3 separate regions of the Mus musculus genome follow, and all the other regions are linked to region 1. Evidence: chromatin contacts called from public Hi-C and HiChIP or PLAC-seq data. All regions are on one chromosome and are shown on one strand. The core of a region is the stretch at or near the end of the contact, and the rest is flanking DNA. Distances in the headings are between cores, read along the strand shown.

Region 1 (3,781 bases), core at 958-3,457:
CTCACGTTTATAAAAAGTATTTTATGGAGTTATTACTCCAGGAAGGGTACAGCCAGAGTGGTTGAGCCTTCGTTTGAATTCACAGACTCATCGTGAGCTTAGTATCTTGGCCAATCTGTATCCTATCATGCTAATTTTAACCTTAGATATTTGGAGATGAGTGATAATTGTGGTAATATCTATGTATTTTCTTACCCCACCCCCACCCCATTCTATGACAGAGGGATGATGAATTTATCCAGTTTTTATAGTGCTTTTTATACCACCTCAGAAGGCGCTTGCTCCTATCTCGGGTTTACTATTTAGTATAAAGAGTTCCGATTTGGGTATATTTAAGAAAGACTCAGCTGTCAAACGCAAAGAAACTGGGAATGGTGTTTTGACAACCATATAGTGTTAAAGGAAATACTGTAGTCTGAATAAAATTGCTTATGTTCTCCAAAACAAGAGTAATATAAAAACACTTTTTTATTTATATGGAAAAGCAAAAGCAGAAATAAACTCCAAAGGTTTCCCTTTCTTCAAGAAATTCCGAGAGAGAGCTGCAGTCGCCATCTGTTAAGGGTTGGGAATTGAGCAAGAAGCCACATTTAAAAGAGAAAGAAAAGTCCAGAAGAGGCTGTGTCTTCCACGCTGTTCTCCCTCTCCCCCGCTAACCTCGGGTCAGCACCCGAACCCCCACACCAGCTCCCTAGATGGGTCTGTCCAGCCCATCAAGGTCCTCCTCGCCGGCTGGCCCTCCCACTCCCGCGGGCCTGTTAACCCGGAGCAGATCCGGGAAGGGAAATGTGGCTAATATCTCTAGCAGCTGTCAAAAGGAGGGTCCTTCCTTCAAAGGGATCCTCCGCAAATTCTCCATTAGTCTTGCAGGCCAGCAATTTGATAAGGAACCTGGACCTCTGCTACAAGTCTCCACTTTGCCAGAAGGTCCTCTTTCGAGCTGTTTAAATGGCCGAGTGGCCCGAACTAAGCGGTCACCCTGTGGTCCAGGGACAGGGGAGTTGTGGCACAAGCCAAGAACAAGGAGGATCATGCCTGTGGTCGTGCGTGCAGACGGCCTCCCCGTCGCGAGTGTGTTTGTTGTATGGACGAACCTGCTGCAAACGGATGGAGGGGGACAAGCAACCGTGGTGGTTTTTTTGTTTTTGTTTTTGTTTTTTTTTTTTTCAGTGATCAACTTCGGGCGTCGTGCGCGTGGGGAGCCCCCCCGCAGTCCCAGCGGGGCTGGAGAAAGGTGCAGCGCTGGACTCTGCGGTCAAATCGTGATGAGAATGGGGACCGTCGGGGCAGTGTTTGAAGGGAGGTTTTAATATTAATAGTTTCGCTGTAGAGACAGAAGGGAGATTGCGTCTACTGCTCCTCCGGGCAGACTCTGGGTGACAGGAATGATGGATGATCCGGCAGAGCCCAGCGGCCCCTCCCCTCCAGCCCCAACAGTGTCAAAGCTACTTTAGCTGAGGCTTTAGAAATAAAATAAATAAACAGCATCGCCCCCTTCTCTTCGCACCACCGCCCTACCCCCACTTTCCGACACCGATTTATGGATCATTATGAATCAATTACCGTTCTCAATACTTTCCCATTGGCTTAAATAAAACAGTGGAAAGATAAAAACGCGGGGTTCGGTGGGGGAATTTTTTTCCCCCTGACAGGAACAATCACAAAATCCATTATCTCATAATCAGAGGCTCTGGGTTAGGAGGTGAAGAGAAAAGAAGGGGTCACTCAGGAAATAACACAGGAGCGCCAGAGGGGAGGTGTCGCCCAGTCTCTGCCTTTGTGGTATTTGGTTTTGTTTGTTGTGTGTTTGAGGTGTTTTGAACGCAGGGGAGGGGGGCTGCGCGTGAGAATTCGCCGTCTGCAAGTTGATGGCCTGACCCTTAAACTCCTTTGCCAATCCTCCTTCAGGGTGTGCCTGGCCAAGCATCTCTTGGTAGCCTGGAGTGAGTTCGCACGTGGGAGAAAGGTGTGGAGGAGGAATGGACTGACCGGTCTGCAGGGCAGATTTGCACTTTGTTGTAGGCAACTCTGCTTGGGCAGCTGGGGGGCCCCGTGGGGATAGTCCCCCCTCCCGCCACTCCGCCTGTCCCGCATGGGGCTGGCTGGTTTTGTCTTGCAACAGTTTGGGATCTGGACAAGCCCCCTCTCCTGCCCCCACCTCGCCGCCCGAGGCTTTTCTTCCCTCTCCGGCCTCTGGCTGGGCGGCGCTCTAGGTCCTTGTAGGTGTTTCTATGACTACATTGTGTGTGTGGGAGGGTCAGATGTGGGGGTTGCCCGAGAGAGGGCCGTTCCTGGGCGGTCATTTATCAATGTCACCCACATAATGATTCTCTCTGCAGCGTCCTATTGATGAGGATAATTACATTAGCTCAGAGTGACTGATCAATGAAAAACCACCACACAAAAACTTCTTCACTCCTCTATAATACCAAAAACCGATACAGAAATAACAGAAAGTCTGATTTTCTTCCCCTCCTCTATCCACCAATGGATTCTGTACACCCCGCCCCCTCCCCAAGACCCGGGAATAAAGTAACAAAATAGACCTAGGTTTGTTTCGTTCACAGAGGATGCAATTTTGCCTGTGAATGCATTTGCTCTAAATGCGTTGGCTTCGTTCCTCCTTCGGTAAAGAATATCAACGGATTTGCTACCGTGAGTGGCTTTTAGACTGGTCTGTGGTTTTCCGTTCTTTTTATTTCTTTTCTCCCCATTGGACCTTTCTCCCCTACTTCAAAAAAAAAAAAAAAAAAGAAGATAGACAATTCTTTTTATACATAAACGGAAAATAAAATTATTCTAGATCCTTTCTCTAGATCTTTTTTAAATAAAGCATTTGCCTTGATCGGGTTACCTTTTTGTCTTTATCACTTCACAAAGTAGGGCAATTAAAGATGTGACGTTGTGTGTGGATTAAGAGTGGATCCATTATATGGCGACATAACTCGCTATATTCTCGCCTAAAAGTTTGCCACTAAATTACGATTTCGCTTTTTCTAGACTTGAAAATCAATATCTTCTCAATTAAAGAGAATTTTAATGCTTTACTTGCGAGTTGTTAAAGGCGCTGTAAATTTTATTGTAATGTTTCTTAGCCTCGGAGTAGATCCAAGAGACGTTGATTCTCCGGGTCTTTTTCGTCTAGCCAGGAACCTTCCACTGGTTTCTGATGAAATACCAGCTACAAAGGTAAGCAGAGTTCCGCAGGGGATCGGGCACTGGGAGGGAGCCCTCCATGGCCAGAGGCCATTGTCTGGAGTATTTCCACCTCTCTGTGTCCCACCTCCCTCAAATGACAGAAGTGTTCATTTAATCTTTCTCAGAGGCAAGCACAAGAGACTCCCATCTGCTCTGGGACAACCAGAAAAAGAGGTGCATTTCGGAAAGATTCTAGACTCTTCCCAGTGCCCCAACCCCTTTTCCTTAAAGTGTACCTCAGAAAGACCCTTTCACAAAATCTGCCATATTTGACATGTCCCCAGCCTCTGTGTCCCAATTCGCTAGCCACCCTCAGGGGCACACTGCTTACAGATGGTTTCTCCTTCCACTGGCTCTTCCTAGTAAAAGTTCTCTTCCCGGTAAAAGTTCTTGGAGAGAATTAAATGTGTTGTGTTAATAACCCAGTTCTGCTACTGCTCTCTCCTGCAAACTTGAAGTCTAGTGATCAGGTGCCCAAAGAAGTCCAAAGATGAGAGTCCCGAGGCCCAGTGACTGGGATGAAGAGCATGGTAGAGAAACTTTCTAAAAAGCAGAGAGAGGAAAATTGAGCTGTGATGAGCTG
Region 2 (3,781 bases), core at 793-3,292, 230 kb after region 1:
AAGCATAGGTTGAAGAAGGTGAAGTGCCAAGTCAGAGGCCAACTGGAGCTGTATAATGGCATGCTATCTCAAAGCAAACAGTTATATCTTGGCATAAAAAGAAAAAAAATTCAATACTTTTTAAAATTATCTAGATGCCAAAAGCATTTGTAGGTCTTATAGAACTATTATAGGTCCTGTAGAACTTAAATATAAATTTTATGAAGTTAGCTATGACTTTTCTCGAAATCTACAAAAACATCTTTAGAGAGCAATTTTAGATAAAATGTGTGTGGGGAGGTGATCCACTCATCGTGCATATCTTTAGTATCTTTAACTTAAAACAAGAGATCTTTCACCATGTGGCACAGTGAATGACTCTTTAAAAGAAAATCCAATTTCAATAGCTTCAATAAATCTCAATTCTTTTTTAAGCTTGTATAAACTTTATTATTTAAAAGTAACTTGCAAATAATAAAAACAGACCCCAGACCACAAAATCTATACAATTCAGTGACCTTTCTAAAAGATACCACCTTACCCAGTCAGAATGGCTCTCATCAAGAAATCTGACAACAAATGTTGGAGAAATGTGGAGAAAAAAAGAATGCTTATTACTCTCTTGCTGGGATACAAGTTAATACAGACATTGTACAAGTCTGTTTGGAGATTTCTCAAAAAATTTAAAATGGAATTACCATTTGCTCCAATTCTTTCATTCCTCAGCCTAAACTCAGAAAGTCTAGACCCTACCATAGAGATATCGGAACCCTATATTTATTGCTGTTTACTCACCATAGCAAGGAAAATGAACCAATCTAGTTGTCCATCAACAATTGAATGATAATGAAATGTTAGTATATAATTGGTTTGAAAACTTGCCACATATACATGTAAGGCATATGTATACATGAACAAATGTAACCATAAAAGATGTGCACTTACTCAAAGTGTTAAGGAGCTAAGTCAGATTCCGTAACAGTGTCATCTCATATACGTCATGTGTACACACCTAAATGGACACCATCGCCATATTCTTGACACATGCCAACTGAAGCACTTAAAAACTCATTACAAAACACACTACAAGTTTCAAGTAACAGTCTTAATACAGTATAGAAAGGCAGTTTAATGATCTAATTTATTCATAATAATTAGAGCAATTAATAGGTACTGTGATACCCTCTAGTGGGGCAGGCAGGTCATACCTCTGGTAGTAACTTTCAATCGCTTCTGGAGTGTGATGTTTGGCATGTGTTCTTTTAATATGTTTCTGAAACAAAACACAAAAAAACATCTTTATGTTGTGTCACAGATCAGAGTCAAGAACAGCAAAGACATATTTCTTCATCCCAGTAGCAAGCATACGGGGCAAATGGCTAATGGCTTGGGGGTTTGGGTGGTGGCAAGATTTCTTTTCCTGCTACTCCATCTATGCATTTTAATCTCCTGCTTGGCTGGGATGTCTTCAGACTGTACCACAAGTACAGTCTATATGTAAAAGCCACCAGGGTCATAGTAATTGAATCTAAATAAGTTTGCTTCGGGCTGCAGAGGGCAGAGGAAAACTTGTTCCCTCTTCCAACCTTTGTATTAATTTTCCCTCAATTCAATTCCATCTAAGTCTTCTGCACTCGGGCTTTACAACCCAATTGCCATATTTAACCAGGAAGAACATTGCTTAAAAACAACTTATTTGAAAACTACAAAAAGTAATTCCATAGAGACTTGCCACTTGACTGACACCTGTCATCTCATGATAAATGACTCCATTTTCTGCCTCTCTTGCCTTCTGCCACTCCAGCAGTGGTCATTTATCATCATCTCTGTCAGCAGTGGGAAGCGGCACTGACAGTGCAAGTCAGCAAACATTTAGCACATGGAGCCACGCAACACGGGGAAATTATTATTGTCAGAATAATAATGCTTTAGCATAATTTATTACAGGTCCACCAAATAAGCAAAGGCTAGATGTTATTAGACAGATGGATGGGTAGGCTTGGCAGGCCTCCACTGAGACGCAGGCGCTGCTTGATGTGGCAAGGAGACCATCCTCCAGCCCAATCAGAGAGCTGGCAGTTCAATTACAAAGAAATAAAGGGACATTCATCATTCAATTAGGCACCTGTCAACCCTCACAAAGGAGAAAACTTCTAACCTGGTACTCCTGGGAGAAGATGCTCAGCAGAGTGGCCTGCGATTGACTGGAACAAATAAAAGAAGGACAAAGTTAATTACTGGAGTGCACAGCAAAGAAATAAAAGAGAAAGGACCTTCAAAGGTAGGTCCGCTGCCCTGTAATCCAACAGAACACGAAAACAAGTGTGGAGAAGTTGTTCCAGATGAGAACCTCACACAAAGGCTTCCTGCCATGAGGTCAAGGAGAGAGGAAGAGCGGATGGGGAAGAGCCGGTCCTGATGCAGGAGGCATATCATTTGGATTCTCTGCAACCTCAGGACGGCTGCATCATATCTGTAATATAAAATGGGGTTTTATACTACAAAGGACCACAAGAAAAAGGTTTCTGGCCACAAACAAGTGAGTTACTCCTGGGAACAGCAGGGAGAACATTTTTTACAGACTGTCAGCATTCCCAGGTTTATCTCCTTGGCTATCCCAGATTCATGGGGGGAAACACTGGTCTTAACTAGAGGTAGCACAGAGGCTAATGGAACACTCTCTGGCCAGCTCTGAAAACAGAAGGCATCAGGATGTGGCAGGCTACAGAAGAACTCACTCTCAAGAGACTACAGCTATCCTTACCCAGGATGTCACAGCCCCAAACACTAGGGATACCTTCTTCCCAAATAGGGCGTTTGCTTCTACAACTGTCTGCTTTAGAGATGGAATGTTCCTGTAAGATGTCACCAGCATCTACTCCTGCCTCTGACTGCCCTTGGTGGATACTTGCACCTTATCAGATCTGACTACTTTTGATACAGCCTTCAGGTAAATGCAAACCAAAGAGACTGCAATTTAGATAATTTGACGTTCACAGTATGCCAACGCTCTTGTGAACATTGACTTTTTTTATTTATGAATGAACCCACCCAAGCATGTCACCAGTTTAGAGAGTTTGAAATAAAAATGACTCCATGTTTGCCTGCTCACTGCCATTGCCAGCAACTTCTGGAAATCATCATGGGGTCTGGCTTCTGATCCTCCTGACCAGGACCAATGAGACAGTTTTAAAGAAAAGAAAAATAAAATTAATAGGGCCATCAAGATGGCTCTGAGAATAAAGGTGCTGCCAACCTGAGTTTAATCTCTAAGATTCACATTGTCTACCCTCCACATGTGTGCCATGGCATGCATACATGTCCACATACATATTCAATACAAATATGTATAAAATAATTTAAATATAATCCCAGTACTCTGGAAACTGAGGCAAGAGGACTGCTAAAAGTTTCAGGTCTACATAGCAATTAACTACCCAGCCTGGGCTTCAGAGTGAAACACTATCAAAACAGAGGTGGGGAACAGAGAAAGAAAGAAAGAAAGATAGAAAGAGACAGACAGACAAACAGACTGAGACCATCATAGGAGTTGGGGGGATCTACAGATAGTCACCATGGAAAGTGCATATATAATTAAAGAACTACTTCAGTACATCAAAAATTAGCGAGAAATGTCTGAGGGCAATTATAAATTTATAAATCAATTTTCTCAATTTCCTTTTAAAATTAGAAATCATCTTTTAAAAAACTGTGTGTGTGTGTGTGTGTGTGTGTGTGTGTGTGTGTGTGTGTGTGTGTGTGTGCATGCGCATGCATATCTGGTTTGCCAGAATGTAACATG
Region 3 (3,781 bases), core at 452-2,951, 170 kb after region 1:
TAAGCTGAATAAACCCTTTCCTCCCCAACTTGCTTCTTGGTCATGATGTTTGTGCAGAAACCCCGACTATGCCAACAAGAAAATCAAAGGTTTTAATAAAGATGGAGTGAATGACCAACTCTCAAAACTGTTGAAGCCTGAATAAAAAATATTGTATTAAGAAAGAACGTTCTTATGAAGATGTCAACCCAAAAACTAGGGGTTCAGCAATTACTGGTATGGAAAAAATGACATTATAAAAAAACTTAAAATACGACTTGAATGCTCTTACATAAAAATCTGTTACCCCAAAAGCAGTGTGACAATTAGATCCCTATGGGTTTTATTGTCAATTAGGGTCAACACCCCTCTCCCCTGGCCTGGGTTTAGTCCAAATGCAAGTCTCTTTGAAAGGCTACTTTTGAGAGAATGTCTACTATTGCTGAGAACTTCATTTCCTGTTCTGTGTGCTGTGTTCACAGATAAGAAATAAACATTAGGATTCCACATATTCATGGATGGCTAACATTGCCTTGGGTCTAAATGCTAGGCCACTGGTAAATCTGTTCTGACTGCTGCATTCTTATTGACCTCCATTTGGATTGTGATGTCTCAATGGTCCATGCTGCACTTTGGCACTGTTTGCATTTCTTTGGTTCCCTGCAGACATTTGGTGGCATTGGTGACAACCTGTATGATATATATTCCCTGAATGATCTGGAATACTGAAAACCAAGGCTAACATTTCCTATCATACAACATGCTCCATATAAACAGTGTCTGCTTAGTGCATGTAAATGCAAAGTATATGTTTAGGTATGTAAATAATGATACTCTATGTAAAATACTAGAATAAAAAAATGAAACAAAATAATATTCAAAAAACACAAGACAAGCTGAGCATGGTGGTATGCACCATAAATCCCAGAACTCTGGAGGCAGAGTCAAGTGGATCTTTGTGAGTTTGAAGCCTACATTATGAGTTCTAGGCCAGCCAAGGTTACACACATGCGCACACGCACACGCACACACACACAACACACACACCAAAACCCAAACAAAATCCCACTTAGCTGTAATGAAACCACATTAAAATATTGACCCCTCATTCTCCCTGGAGCCATGTCCATAATCTACAGGTTTCCTATAGGGCTAGTAGATCATGTGACGTGCCTCTGATTGATGTGTGGGAGGCGTATGGTAGGTGCTCAGTAGTTTCAGGATGAAGATGTGATTTTGGCATTTTTAATTGAGCTTTCTTATTTGAAATTGAACTTCTATTTGTTCTTCAGAAAAGATGTGACCAGCACCAAAAAGGGGAACACAGTCTTAATGCACCATGATCTACATGATCAATTGTTTTTAACCCTTGAGTAACCCAAACTTAGGCGGTTTGATTTTCCTGTCATTGCTTTCCTTATAGTCTCAAAACGGATGCTTTCTTTACTAGTTCAAACTCATCAGAAAATCGCTAAAAATCTAAAATTCAATTTGCCACATTAATGCTAATTTGAATAATGGCCGACTAAAACCTAGGAAACGCTGAGGCAGCATTGATTTCTAAAACATTTTGCACTTTCCTCCTCTGTCTCTGTAAAGTAAAGCTTGGGTGCTACGCACAATTACACAAGGAAATCAAGAAGGGCATTACATTCAGCACTCTGTCATCATCACTGTTACCATGGCAAAGAGTAGGCGTAGCTTAGCACAGCTGCCATGGGCGAGATCTGCTGGCCTTTTGTAAAGCTGAGTAACAATATGATGCCAAATTCGATAGCCTCCTACCCACAGCCCACACTGTTGCCTGCAGATGCTACCATCTCCTTCCTTAATGATCTGGGCATGTGTCATCTTATTACTGTATTCTTACTGTTGACCAATGGCAGAAGAGCACGGCTAATCTAGAAAGGTTGCCCCAATCCATTTCTTGTTTTTGTGGAGGAAAACACAGAGTGTGCGAACAGGAATGAAATCATTAAAAAAAAAATCAAAGAAAATTACAATCATAAAAACAAAAATCAGAGATTCAACATGGCATTGCAGATGACAGGACACTGTTAGAGATGGATGGGATGGGGGAGGAGGGGATCAACGTAAGCCTATGAGAACCAGCAGGATAACATACTCTTTCCTTTCTTTGAGTATCAGTTTAGTTATCTATACAATGGGGACAACAGTAACTTGCTGGGCTGGGGAGAGGCCTCAATTGAGAAACTGTTGCTACACAAGTCTGAGGACTGGAAGGCCAAAGCCCGGCACCGGGATCAAGGCCAGGCAGGCGTGATTGTTGCCTGTATCTTAGCAATCAGAAGGCAGAGATGAGATTCCCCAGGACAAGCTACAGTAACACATATATACTCCTGCACACAGTCACATGAACCCATATACTATGGACATGCATGCACACATGCACACCCTCCTCCACCACACACACACACACACACACACATGCAACCTCTTTGTAAGAATTAAATGAGACAACTTTCAGGTCCAGGCACAGGGCAGGTATTTGGTACATCTGCCCCAACCTGAACCGCTTTAATTGTGGAGACTTCCATCTCATCAGGATGGTTGTAGAAATTCATACATAAACTGTTTGGTACTGTTGTAAGGTAAATCATTTTCATTTTTCATGTGGTTTGGATACTGTCTTCAGGTAACTGTGAATAAATTAATTTTTATGGTCTAGAAGGAAGCATAAATTCCACATCAAAAGGATAAAATCCAGTGTCTATACCATATTATGCACCACAGCTTGTTATCTGTATTTTAAGTGACACTAATGTAATCACTGTAAAGCAGGAAATAGGCTATACTTGTTTTGACCTTAAGCACAGATTTTTAAGTTTTAAAAAATAAAGCAACATCATGAAAGCAGAGAAGTTTAAATTATCTCAAATGAATACATTAATCAGAGTCTGTATTTACTAGGGGAAAAAAGGCTCCTAGCATTTTTACCAGTTAAACAAAATATTTTTTTTCTAATGAGACTTCCTTTGAGTATCGTTTATCTTAAGAGAAAAATAATGGGACCTTACCTATTCCAGTAGCTCCAGAATTGGCCATGCAGGTAGGCGTGGTGGCTACATTCATCACCAAATGAGGCTTTGCTTTCAATCCAGTGAATTATGTGCCCTTCCACAGCTAAGGGACAAAGCATTACTAATACATTGTGAAGGAGAGGGAAGATTGAAAATCCTCAACTATGTACTGGCCTCTCTATGCCTCACATTAATGAGCAGGGGCTTAGCCTCTGCCACTCACTGTGGGCGTAATTTATAAAACAACACGTTTGTGTGAGTTCATCACCAGGCACGCTGGGGCCACAGTTTCATCCTGTTCTCCTCACCCCATTTCTCAAAACTCCCTTTCCTAGTGCTCATGACGCTGTTCTGTGGCTCGACAAGTGACATGTCAAGACCAAAGTGTGCCTGGCTATCTGGCAAAGCTGTGTTTTTAAAATTCAAAATTTAGAGAAATGAACTGAGAAGGGCAACTTTAAAAATGCCTTCAGAAGGCATGCTCACCCCTTCCTTCAGTGTATGGAGAAGTTTTGAGGCATAGGCTTCATCTGAACCAACTGTGAGACAATATAAGATCATCTTTTCCAATACTTTACTCATTTCAACACAGTATTATAAAGATAATCTACTCTGAAAACATTTGCTAATAATAACATGCAAAAAAACAAACCAAACCAAAACCCAAACCAAACCCCAACTCCCTTCTATACAGAGATGCATATCCAAGCACTTACCAACTGGCACCTGTAAAATGAAGTCTGGGGTTTTGTCATAGCCCT

The links. A called contact is a pair of places that touch in the nucleus more often than the background predicts. HiChIP or PLAC-seq counts read pairs in DNA pulled down with a chosen protein or histone mark.
Region 2: a contact with region 1 is called in an H3K4me3 HiChIP or PLAC-seq map of neural tube, with 3 times the contacts expected there. The contact joins two enhancer-like sites. A contact is called at or near these places in 10 of 39 promoter capture datasets (the 3T3-L1 cell line, 3T3-L1-derived adipocytes, cranial neural crest and 5 more), 2 of 484 Hi-C or Micro-C datasets (3T3-L1-derived adipocytes and neural progenitor cells) and 2 of 115 datasets of contacts at active chromatin or transcription factors (embryonic hindbrain and neural tube).
Region 3: a contact with region 1 is called in a Hi-C map of neural progenitor cells, with 4 times the contacts expected there. The contact joins two enhancer-like sites. A contact is called at or near these places in 11 of 484 Hi-C or Micro-C datasets (the AML12 cell line, the N1E-115 cell line, cerebral cortex and 5 more) and 2 of 115 datasets of contacts at active chromatin or transcription factors (differentiating embryonic stem cells and neural tube).

Annotation. Positions count from the first base shown.
Region 1 is chr2:115,857,922-115,861,702 of GRCm38.p6, reverse strand. It overlaps Meis2 (Meis homeobox 2), which reads left to right. Exons shown (of 12, transcript NM_001159568.1): 12 at 1-439. Among named protein-coding and RNA genes, the nearest start is that of Gm31590, 53 kb to the right of the region's middle. Within about 2 kb of position 2,207, at least 73 of the 459 cell types and tissues checked have an H3K27ac peak or open chromatin away from gene starts, as enhancers often do. A contact at or near this core is called in neural progenitor cells, neural tube and second pharyngeal arch cranial neural crest, where this site is marked.
Region 2 is chr2:115,629,407-115,633,187 of GRCm38.p6, reverse strand. BC052040 (cDNA sequence BC052040) reads right to left here. Exons shown (of 11, transcript NM_207264.4): 2 at 2,138-2,183; 3 at 1,188-1,252. Among named protein-coding and RNA genes, the nearest start is that of Mir1951, 7.4 kb to the left of the region's middle. Within about 2 kb of position 2,042, at least 10 of the 459 cell types and tissues checked have an H3K27ac peak or open chromatin away from gene starts, as enhancers often do. A contact at or near this core is called in neural tube and second pharyngeal arch cranial neural crest, where this site is marked.
Region 3 is chr2:115,686,406-115,690,186 of GRCm38.p6, reverse strand. BC052040 (cDNA sequence BC052040) reads right to left here. Exons shown (of 11, transcript NM_207264.4): 9 at 3,737-3,781; 10 at 3,018-3,123. Among named protein-coding and RNA genes, the nearest start is that of Mir1951, 50 kb to the right of the region's middle. Within about 2 kb of position 1,701, at least 20 of the 459 cell types and tissues checked have an H3K27ac peak or open chromatin away from gene starts, as enhancers often do. A contact at or near this core is called in neural progenitor cells, where this site is marked.